Regions from separate parts of the Zea mays genome. Here region 1 is linked to region 2. A link is a contact called in public Hi-C data. All regions are on one chromosome and are shown on one strand. Each heading gives the region's core, a stretch centred on a gene start, on an enhancer-like site or on the middle of the called end of the contact. The rest is flanking DNA. Distances are from core to core; before and after follow the strand shown.

Region 1 (5,934 bases), core at 606-3,105, 78 kb before region 2:
GGAGCTGTTCTTCAGCCGGCAAGGCTTCCTATGTCGGTGTGATGATATTGCTGGTGGAAACCTCAGAGCTATCTCTTGAATCGGCCATTGAGGGCCGATTTGATAGGTCTATATGTGTTGTCCCCAGCGGAGTCGCCAAAAAGTATGTTGACGCCCTTTTGGAGGCGCCAATTACTCAAGAGAACCAGCGGCGGTGCTCTCTGGTCAGGCGCGGACGGTCCGCGACACAGGGCCGGACGGTCCGCGACCTGGCGTGAGGCGGCGGTGCTCTCTGGTCAGGCGCGGACGGTCCGCGGCACTGGGCCGGACGGTCCGTGACCTGGTGCAGGAGCTCGGGTTCCCTGCCTGACGGCCGGACGATCCGCGCCCTAGGGCCGGACGGTCCACGCGTGCGCAGGGGCGGCAGATGATCGCCGGCGGCGCCTGGATCTCGCTCCCGGGAGGGACCCCGTCGGGGAGGAGAGATCCTAGGAGTTGTCTAGGCTCAGGCCGACCAACCTAGACTCCTCTAATCGACGTAGAGTCGAGGAGAGGCGGAGAATTTGGGGATTGAAAGGCTAAACTAGGGCTAAACTAGAACTACTCCTAAGATAAAATATGAAATAGAAGTTGTATTGATTCGATTGTTGATTACAAATCGGTCGTATACCTCTCTATTTATAGAGGAGGAGGGCTGGACCCTTTACAAACTAATTCCCGAGCTTATCCCACGATTTTAGCTAACAACCGTAGCACAAAACTCGGAACCCTAATCTGCTCTGCGCACGCGTGGACCGTCCGGACCGCGAACCGTCCGGCCTCAGGGCCGGACAGTCCACCGGCTCATTTTGGTGTCAAACAGTGTGACAAGTTAGGCAGTGAACCAAACATGCCCTTAATCCTAAACCAGATCGAACAACAGGCTGCTACTACATGGCTGCCGCAGTGCCGCGTAACCAACAATCCGAAGAACCAAAGGCGAAAAGGGACTGCGAGCACATGATTACATGAAGCCTCAACTCCTGGAAGAAACCGAGACGGACTCCTCTGCGGCCTTTCCTGCCCGGTCCAGCCAGTCGCTGATCTTCTTGAACTGCGACAGGACCGTCGTCGTTACGTGGCCGCCGCTGCTGCCGTCGCGCTTTCCCCTGTATCCGGCGACGTTCCGGCATTGGAACAGGTGGAACCCCACGTCTAGAGATAGCTAAACGGGTCGCCCGATCCGGCCCGGTGAAGCCCGGCCTATTTTAGATCTAGCCCGCCAGGCATTGTTAGAAAACCGGATCAAACCGTCTAAGTCTACAGGCTCGATTTCTTGTTCGAGTCCGGTCCACACCGGGCTTAAACGGGCCGGATCGATCCGTTTAACACGAAAAAGTGGCCGAAAAACGGGTTAAGCGGGACGAAAAACACGCTTTTAGTGTAAAAAAGCGGGCTTAACAGACTTAAAGGTAAAGGAGCCGTGCCAGACTAGCCCACCGTGACTAGTTTTCTGTTCAAGCCCGATCCGGACCCGTATAGAACCGAGCATGCCAGGCTCAGACCGAACTCAAATAGCAGGCTTCGTACCGGGCTCGTAAGCCTAATGCTTATTGGCCATCTATATCCACGTTTAGCGCCTCGTCCACCGTACTCACGCGACACGGTGGACTCAAGGATTACGCTCGTCAGACCGATTTCTATTGCAGCCAACCAGTCGGCGATCGCGCGCTGGCAAAACGGTTTGTGTCTGGTTCCAGTTCGATCCTCCCCTCTCGCAAGTAAAAATCTATTTATATATCTATTACAAGCCACTAAAGCCATCTCACAGTCACAGACATTGGGCCGCCGCGCTCGGGTACTACGTCTGGGCTGTAGTGACCTTCTGTCTTTCCTTCATGCATCTTCAGCTCTCTCCCGCGCTATCAGTCACGTCACGCCTTCACCTTCCTTGCCCAGGTTGCAGACAGTTCACGAAGGCCAGGAAGGCAGGAACCACGTGTGCATCTAGCGCCACAGGGCCTTGGCAAGCTCAGCTGTCTCACACCCATGCTCCTCTCCTCTTCCTCATCCCGGTGTCACTTTGACGAGACCACCTCCACCTTATTAGACGCTGCTGAAGCTCCATGCGCTTCCTGCCTCTTCGTCAGCCTTGCTGGTTCCACCCAAGACGCATTTGGCTTGTTGGTGCTGCTCCTCGTACGTGCGAGAGAAGGAGCCAGTAGTGCCACTGCCACCACTGTCCAGCAGCTTGAGGACTTCAGTTCAAGGTCGGTGGCTAGTGCAGCCCCCGCCCAAAGCTTAGCTGACTTCTGCAAGGATTCCTCCTCTTCAGTTCAGCTGCACCATTGGTCACCACGGTCTCCGGCTCCGCAGCGATGCTCTTCCACTTGAGACTTGAGAGCACCCTCGTAGACACCCAGGAAGCGGTCGACGGTTGGAAGCGGGTCGGAGACCTCTGCCGAAGCGCGGATTTCAGAGAACTTGCTGTGCGCAGAAATACACAAGATGTCATCGCACCTGGTTTTCCACCTGAAGAAACGCATTGGTTTTGTGTGTTTTTAGATTGGGTAAAAAAAACAGTTGTCACTATAAATACCTTATGTTCCTAACGGATTCGGAGATCAGTGCCTCTTGCAGGGCGATGCTGCTAAATCTCCCCGCTTAAAAGCTTTCTGGTAGAAACTGTATTAGAAACTCAATCTCAAGTCAGCGACACTGAATGGAGGGATGTAGTCGCTTACCTTTCCTATTTCGGAGAGTCTGTCAGGAGTGCCACCAACGGGATGCTGCCGTCGATGCATTTTTGGAGCTGTGGGTTTTGCCTTCACCGATCGATGGACTCGTCTGTCTTCTTATAAGGCTTTGGCCTCTCGTCAACAGATGCATCGTCGTTGCGGATTGTTCGGTTGTATAATTGGGTTTCCGTCACCTACAGGCTGCATGAACGGAAAACGAGGGGCGCGGCCAGGCTCCACGGGTACGCAGCTAAAAGACATCTCCGTGCGTGCAGACGCTACCATAAAACAAGAATACTTTTAAAGTTGTTTTTCTAAATAAAACCTTATGCACAGATCTTGTCTATGTATAAGGAGCATGGTTTATAATATACGGTCTAGACTACCACCGTGTAGCAATCAAACATATAGTTAGTGGGTGTTTGGTTCCTTTACATCGAGTTTACTTTGAGGAACGAGATAATCCATCATCTTCTCCCTCCTAACTTTTTAGTTTAGTTTTTGGAATTCAATAAATCGATACATCATCATTTCAATCCTCATAAGCTAATAGTCAGTAATAACATGAGCAATGGGTTCATGCCACTAAATTTATGGAATGGACTCACGATGCACCACCTCATTTATAATGGATTGATTTTCAAACCAAACACCCACTTAGTCACCTTCCTAAACTTTAATAACTAAACTTTAGACTCTAGGAATCCTGTTTGGAAGACATATTTTAGTTATTATGTTTGGTAATTTAGGGACTAAGAGGGTATTTGGTTCATTTAGTCATCATTCTAAACTTTACTGACTAAATTTTAGTCCCTATAAATTCTGTTTGGAAGACCTATTTCATACAAACATTTGTGGAAGATTAGAGTAGTTAGTCCCATTCAGACTAGATAACCTGAAGAGAAGCTTATGGAAACCCCTCATCTTAGCTCTAGGATCCAGAATGAAAGCAAATGAGTATAGAATGGGTATTTGCCTCCAGTATTTAAGAAACTTGGTTTTCATTGGCACAACAACATCTCTCATCAGCTCATCATTTTCACAAGAATTTAAATGTCTAGCAATTGTAAAAATATGATGCAACATTAACAGAGAGGTAGGGTAATAAACACCAGACAATGCAACAATAGATTCATGAAACAACTTAGGAAAAGTTAACAATTTTTTCAGCAATAATCCAGTGATTGTTAGTAAGTAAAGGAGTACCATCATTAGCCAAAGGATACTGAGTTTTGATGAAAACAGAGAAGGTGTTACGATGAGGCAGCACTTACTAAGCATAATGTAAGTAGAATTCCACCTCACATCCATATCGACACCAAACTTCTGAGGACGAATACCCATACTCAAACAAACGCTCTTATATACAGCAACACGGCGCCATGCGACAGCAGCCTCCACCAACGGCTCCTTTGGTGGTTGGGGCTATAAATACCCCCAACCACCCACCATTCATTGCATCCAAGTTTTCAGCCTTCACACCTCATACAAGAGCTATAGCATTCAATACAAGATACAAACAAAAGAGATCAAATCCTCTTCTAAGTCCGGAATCACTCCAAACAAATTAGTGACTAGAGAGAGAGACTTTTGTGTTCATTTGAGCTCTTGCGCTTGGATTGCTTTTCTTCTTCCTCTAATTCTTGTGCTCAATTCACTTGTAATCAAAACAAGAGACACCAAGCTGTGGTGGTCCTTGTAGCGGACTTAGTGTCCCATTTGATTGAAGAGAAAGGCTCACTTAGTCTAAGTGACCGTTTGAGAGAGGGAAAGGGTTAAAAAAGACCCGGTCTTTATGACCACCTCAACGGGGAGTAGGTTTGCAAGAACCGAACCTCGGTAAAATAAATCACCGTGTCATCCGCCTTATTCGCTTGTGATTTGTTTTCGCCCTCTCTTTCGGACTCGCTTTTATTTCTAACGCTAACCCCGGCTTGTAGTGTGTGCTTAAGTTTATAAATTTCAGATTTGCCTATTCATCCCCCCTCTAGGAGACTTTCAATTGGTATCGGAGCCCGGTACTTCATTAGAGCCTAACCGCTCGAAGTGATGTCGGGAGATCACGCCAAGAAGGAGATGGTGACCGGCGAGAAGCCCGCCACAAGCCATGGGAAGGCTCCATCCGGGGAGTCCGGCAACAAGGTGAAGGGATCCCCTTCACACGACAAGTCGCGTCGGAGCGGCAAGAAGAAAAAGAAGATGAAGAAAGTAGTCTACTACGAGACTGACTCTTCATCGCCATCCACCTCCAGCTCCGACACGCCGTTCGTCACTTCTAAGCGCCATGAGCATAAGAAGTTTAGTAAGATTCCCCTACGCTATCCTCGCATTTCCAAACGTACTCCTTTACTTTCCGTCCCATTAGACAAACCACCCATGTTTGATGGTGAAGATTATAATATGTGGAGTGACAAAATGAGGCACCATCTAACCTCACTCCACACTAGTATTTGGGATGTTGTTGAGATTGGAGTACAGGTACCATCGCCGGGGGATGAGGACTATGACTCGGACAAAGTTGCCCAAATCCGGCACTTCAACTCCCAAGCCACCACTATACTCCTCGCCTCTCTAAGTCGAGAGGAGTATAACAAGGTGCAAGGGTTGAAGAGCGCCAAGGAGATTTGGGACGTGCTCAAGACCGCGCACGAAGGAGACAAGGTGACCAAAATCACCAAGAGGGAGACGATCGAGGGGGAGCTCGGTCGATTCATGCTTCACCAAGGGGAGGAGCCACAAGCGATGTACAACCGGCTCAAGACCTTGGTGAACCAAGTGCGCAACCTCGGAAGCATCAAATGGGATGACCATGAGATGGTCAAGGTTATTCTTAGATCACTCGTATTCCTTAACCCTACTCAAATTCAATTAATTCATGGTGATCCAAGATATAAACTAATGTCTCCCGAGGAAGTAATAGGAAAATTTGTGAGCTTTGAATTGATGATCAAAGGCTCTAAGAAAATCATCGAGCAAGGCGCCACCTCAACACCCGAGGTGCAACCGGTCGCATTCAAGGCGACGAAAGAAGAAAAGAAGGATTATACACCAAGTAGGATTCCCATCGACGCCTCCAAGCTCGACAACGAGGAAATGGCGCTCATCATCAAGAGCTTCCGCCAAATCCTCAAGCAAAGGAGGGGGAAGGATTACAAACCCCGCTCCAAGAAGGTTTGCTAAAAATGTGGTAAGCCCGGTCATTTTATCGCTAAATGTCCCTTGTCTAGTGATAGTGACA
Region 2 (6,064 bases), core at 3,094-5,593:
TCTGTTTTTAAACTTAAGTTTAAGTTTAATTCACAAATAAGAAGTCCCAACATGGGATTCATATATTTTTATTTATCTAACAATTATTGTTATTATTATTATTCTTGACCCTTTATGCGGATGCTTTTAAATATACACCCAAATATATTTGTGGTATTTATTTAAAGGATACTCTAACCTTTATATTCCCGAGAATATATATTATTTCTTAATTTATATAAGGATCCCTTCATATTTCTTATCTTCCTTTTTTAAGAAAATCAAACCTAAACTTGATCATTTTCAAAGAGTAGTTTCGAAAGAAAGGAAATTCTTATTAGTAATTATTTTTTTTCTCTAAAGGATTTCCTTAAATCTTTGGCTAAGATTTTGAGTGTTACAGAAACCCTAGCTTCAACAATTCCTCATTCTTCTGCAGACTCTAGGGGTGTGTTTGGTTGCGGGATAGCAGGTAGATCCCATGTCCCCTGACGTGCCCTCTAGTCCCTCCAATTTTGAGGGACGACTGCTCAGGGGTGGGCCCCACTAGATTCAATGGTATTCAACTGAATACCTATTATTTTTGGCAAAAAAATCAATAGATACTAATATACATGTATATGATATGTGTACATAGGAAATAGAAAACGAATCAGGATTTATGCTCATTTGGGCTGAAACGTCCCTTTTCTAGCCTCCACCCAAGCCAACTTAATAGGTTTAGTGTGGCCCATTCTCAATTAGCACATATTTTCATCTACCAAGTGACCTAGTCCCAAATTCCCAATTCCCAAACCCCACACAGATAGCAGGCAGCACCAGCCGGCCGCCGCTCGCCTACCACTACGGTAGCCACTGCTGTAGTGCTGCTCCTACAGTCCTGTTCGGCGCGACGCCGCGAAGGCGCCACAGTTTGATAAGGTCAACACTGAGTTACTTAGATGGATGGCATCATTTAGTCTAGCCAAGAATTTTTCTGCCTTTGATGTTGAGAAATTGGTTAAACTTGCTGGACATTATCCTCATGATTTTCAATTTGAAGAGAAGACACAACTTCCTTTTCAACTTAATCGCTATATTGAAGATGTGAGGAATGATGAAAACTTTTAAAATTTAAAAGGCCTAGCTGAGTTGTCTTTGATGCTTGTTAAAACAGATAAGATTATGAGGCATGACATTGTCTACAAACTTCTTAAGTTGGTGCTAGTTCTCCCTGTTGCAACTACCGGCGTTGAGAGAATTTTTTTCTTCAATGGACTACATAAAAAATAAACTAAGAAGCAAGATGGGTCAAAATTCTTGAATGGATGTTTGGTTACTTTCATTAAAAGGGAATTCTTCTTAGAAGTCAAAGATGAGGACATCATTGCTCAATTTCAAAGCATGAAGGATCGAAAAGTTAGATTATGATTTGTAAGCTTTCTTCTCATTTTATCATATCAAACAATTATTTTAGTCTTTACTCTTTGTATTATGGTATTTTCTAGAATTTTAAATTATGATGACTAGTTATTGAATCACTTATGGCTATATTGTTTATGCTTAATTATATGTTATATATACAAATAATTACCTATGTATGCCAATAGAAAAACTTTAGTCTTTAAAAAGAATTATCCTAGAAAATTTTCGAATACCCACACTCTAAATCCTAGGCCCGCCACTGCAGATACTCCAACCCCATGATCCTAAACCAAACATACCAAACAACTTTATCTATGAAACCGTCTCATCACGTCCCATACTTGATAACCAAACACTTGCATCACTTACGCCCTCCCTCTCCACCAGCTTCTACTCCAACCTTATCCTTCATTACCCCCGTTCTCCCACCTAAGGGACAGATCCGATGGCGGTAGGTCATAGATGTTGATCCAATATTGATGGTCTCGGTTATATATGGACTTAGAATACCTTACTGCCCCAATATAAGCCTAATTAGGGATAACAATGGTTACCTGAAACTTGATACCCCGATGGGTAAAAACCCTATTAGGACATGTGTATGATGAATTTTGGCACCTATGTGTATTTTATTAGGTCATTTGCTATACCCAATGGGTATGTTCTCTCTTTCCCAGACCTGGTACTCGATGGAAAACCCGCTAAGCTATAATATATTGGGTTTAGGTTATTAGATGTGTTTCATATAAAATAAAATTTTAAAACATAGCCCTCCCTGTGTGCCACCCACCTAGACTGGACTCGGCAGTCCGTACTCGGCGCTATTCAAATGAGGTATATTTTGTATTCCATACTTACTTTTGTGATTTAAATAATCATGTTTACTAGAATATTTATGGGTATGGCTACTCGATGGGTATCCGCTACCTGTGGTGGATATGAATATGTGGTAATTTTGTACTTATAATGGATAGTGAGTATAAGTATAGAGTATTTTTTTTTCTCTAGTGATGCCCACTGGTATCTTGCCCACTGTCATGATGGGCTGAGGCTGGCGATCGGAGATGAGATCCACCAAGCTGATACATCGCTAGACCTTGTGATCAAGAAAACCGACGTGAGGAGCTTGGGCACCTGCTTCTATATAAGATCGATAGAAATTCTATTATTATTAATTTCCTTGTACCTAAGTAGGAAATATATCTATAGATCAGTCGGTGGTTTGTCCCCGCACATGTACATATTGGTGTTGTTGTGGTATTGATTAACAACAAATTTGACGAGGACAGATAAGGTTCGACTATTTTCACTAGATCGACACACGTGTAATAATAACGATGCATGATCTTCTACTCAAGTATTATCATGTTGTTATCCTAACTGAACGAGCATAGAAGTTTTGTGACACCACGCGAGCGACATGCCGTGCCGCGTAACCGACGGAGTCACGAAGACGACGTGTGCCATGGATTTCGCTGGCTGCTGGTCTGTCGCACAAGCTCATGTTCGAATCCACACACACACACACAAAAAAAGAACTCACAGATTTTGAGATGGACAGCCCAAGATCTGAGATGTTCGTGCTGGCGTGGGCCGTGTCCGTTCCTCCTAGCAACGGATGTCCAGTCATGGGCTGTTGGGCCGTGTTCCGCTTTTCCCCACTGCCAGCGCTGTAGTAGGCCTGTAGCTCAACAGAGGGACCAGGCTCCAAGCTTGGAACCCGATTGAAACTTGAACCAAATTAACGTATGGCGTCAGTTGACAACAGTTTTTTTTAAGGCCTTGTTAGCTTGTGCTGGATTGGTGAGTTGGAACGATTCCTAATCGAATTGCTTCTCTAATTTATATAAATTTTGATTAGCTGAAACGATTACGGGTGCAATCCGACAAAACGAATAAGTCCTAAGGTCTTGTTCGTTTGTACCGGATTGGTGGGTCGAAACGATTTCTAGCTAAATTGCTTCTCTAATTTATATAAACTTTAATTAGCTAGAATGATTTCGGGTGCAATCCGACGTAAACCAACAAAGGACTAAATAAAAAAGGGAACCGGATGCATGTACTCTATTGTACGTGTGTTTGCATGTATATAACACGGCGACAAGTTAGGCCGGCCACCCTGACAGGACAATAGCATACTAGTGCTGCTGTGTAGCAAGAGTCAAAGCCAAACCCATCCAAACCCAACAGGTAGCCGCCGACTCTGAATTGATCGAAACCACCGGTCGTGGTCAGGGTGCCGGCTGGCTGCAGTTGTTGCTGGCGGCGCCGCAGCCGCAGGTCTGCGGGGTGAAGGCGCAGGTGCCGAAGGGCTTGCCGGGGAGGTCGCAGTCGATGGCGTAGCAGCAGCTCGTGTCCACACAGCTGCTGCTGCTGCCATTATTGGACGACGACGACGCGCAGCACCGGCACCCCTCGCACACCTCGAACGGCTGGTACGGTGGCGCCGCCGCCGCCGCCTCTGCCGTGGTCATCGCCGCCCCCGCCGCCGGCGACATGGACCGGTACACCACCCTCCGCACCGGCACGTACGACTCGCCGCCGCTGGCTCCTGCTTGTTTGTTTGTTGATTTATTTGCTCGTCAGTAGGTCCTCAAGGAATTTCATTTACAACTGACATATGCATATAGTTTACAACTGGATCAAATAAAAGCACGCATGCATATATACCTTGAGCTCGCAGGAACGAGGAGATGAGCAGGAGGCCGGCAGATAGAGCGGTGAAGCCGGCGAGGGAGACCATCGTCATGGGGGCTGAATAAGGAGTCTGCTTTGGTGGTGGCCGGCTGATATTATATATACTAGTGGAAGGGTCTGGAGAGGGAAGACGACGACGCCGACGACGACTAATATTTAAGAATAAGGGAAGAAGAAGCAGAAGCGGCCCAGACATTTGATATTGGATATTCAAAAATTCAAAAGATTAATAAAATTAGTGCTCTAACGCTATTTTGTGTAATAAATTATTGATAAATTATTATAGATCATAAAAATTTTGGATATTCAATGAATACCCATGAATACCGTCTGGGCCCGCCTCTAAGAAGAAGAAGAAGAATCGATACCCTTCCTCTTGGGTCAACTAACACCACTGTCTGTCACACCCGGTTTTGGAAGGCAAACCGAATGCGAACTATGTACGTGCCAGGATCAGAACTCACGTACACAGCGATTACATAAATGAACATCATCGCACAATGCTCGAATAATAACATAAAAGAGTGTTAACTTATTACATCACAGAGTCATAGACATCCACATAGTCATTGTCTTAACAAGTAAATCAAAGTGCTAGCGAAACGCAGTAAAGATAAGGCCTTCACAGGCAGCTGACTGGGGGTTGCCGCCAACCCACACCTAGAATTCGTCGTAGTCTTGAAACTCCTGGAAGTCTCCTTCCACGGCTTCGCCTTCTCCGGAGCAGTGGTTACAATGCGGAGAACCTGGTGTTTTGTGGTAAAGCAAGGATGAGTACACATCAACGTACTCAGCAAATGTCCCGTTTGGCTGAGGTGGACTAGCTTTATGTGGGGTTAGGCTCAAGCAGTTGCTTTTAGTTGGTCAAGTATTTATCATTAGTAGAAGCCAGATTTTAGCATTAACCAACCCGTAAACCATTTCCTCATCGAGGAACAACATCATCATAGTCGAACCAAAACCATAACATAATCCTTGTCTTTCGAACCATCTGTATCTCTAATCAAAGAGGATCCCAAGGCTGCTCTTAACCGTGAGCACGACTGATATACCAGTTTCACTACCCTCTGCAGAGGTTGCACACTTTACCCATGAGTCATGATTCCCTTTCTACCCGGGGAGAGCTAATCCCCATTGACCACTACCTAGGTGGTCCGGCAGGGCATCACTACGTAGCTTTTACAAAGATTCCCTAGAGATCTTAGCTGCCCGTTAGGTTTCTCCAGTTTGATAAACACAGTACCCCTCCCCGCAGGAGAGTGACTAACAAAGAGCAAAACGAAAGAACCTCGGCACTCCGCCTCGGCAGAGCAAGCACTGTGCCTGGACCCCATTGACGGCACGACGGCTAAGCAACTACACCTCTAGTTCATCTAATTAATCAGCTAAGGGCATCCCATTTCACCCTCATGGTTGCACTGTCATCCCGGGTGGTCTCTTAACGAACCAGTCCTTACGGAGAGGTACTCAGGAAACAGCCTGAGCCCCCTAGAGTATCACAAGATCATCAACATCATCAGGATAACAGTATCATAAATAGTCACATCATGTTCATTGATTATGTTAAAGCAATAGCAAAGTGCTAACCATAGTAGCCCATAAGGTCATCAAGGATAAAGTAAAATGTAAAGCTAGTCAATCCTTAGGTTTCAAGTAAGTAGTGCGGGGTAGTAAGTTATAAATGAATAGGATATAATGGGACAGAGGACACTTGCCTTCACCAAACTGCTGATCAGGGACTTCCTCTGCAACTGCCTCGGGAAACACAGACTGCTCGTTGTCTACGTAAAGCAATCATTCACTCTATGCACTTGGGAAAATAACAAACAAAACAATATACCAAACATATGCAGCAGAGAGAGGTCACATGTTCATAACAGAAAAGGAATAGGCACTCTAGTGTTCCCTAGGTCTGGGGTAGAGGACTATACAAAGTGATTCATCATCCACTAATCAAGTTTAAGTCGGTGGTGGGATTAAATCA

The links. A called contact is a pair of places that touch in the nucleus more often than the background predicts.
Region 1: a contact with region 2 is called in a Hi-C map of ear, with 4 times the contacts expected there. The contact joins the enhancer-like site here to the promoter of LOC103647138 in region 2. A contact is called at or near these places in 2 of 25 Hi-C or Micro-C datasets (ear and tassel).

What each region holds. Positions count from the first base shown.
Region 1 is chr2:155,165,457-155,171,390 of Zm-B73-REFERENCE-NAM-5.0, reverse strand. It overlaps the pseudogene LOC103647141. Among protein-coding and RNA genes, the nearest start is that of LOC100502500, 8.6 kb to the left of the region's middle. Within about 2 kb of position 1,855, at least 11 of the 20 cell types and tissues checked have an H3K27ac peak or open chromatin away from gene starts, as enhancers often do. A contact at or near this core is called in ear, where this site is marked.
Region 2 is chr2:155,089,525-155,095,588 of Zm-B73-REFERENCE-NAM-5.0, reverse strand. LOC103647138 (Protein kinase APK1B chloroplast) reads right to left here and starts at 4,343. Exons shown (of 2, transcript XM_008671702.3): 1 at 4,054-4,343; 2 at 3,417-3,934. The coding sequence starts at 4,276. The coding sequence ends at 3,615.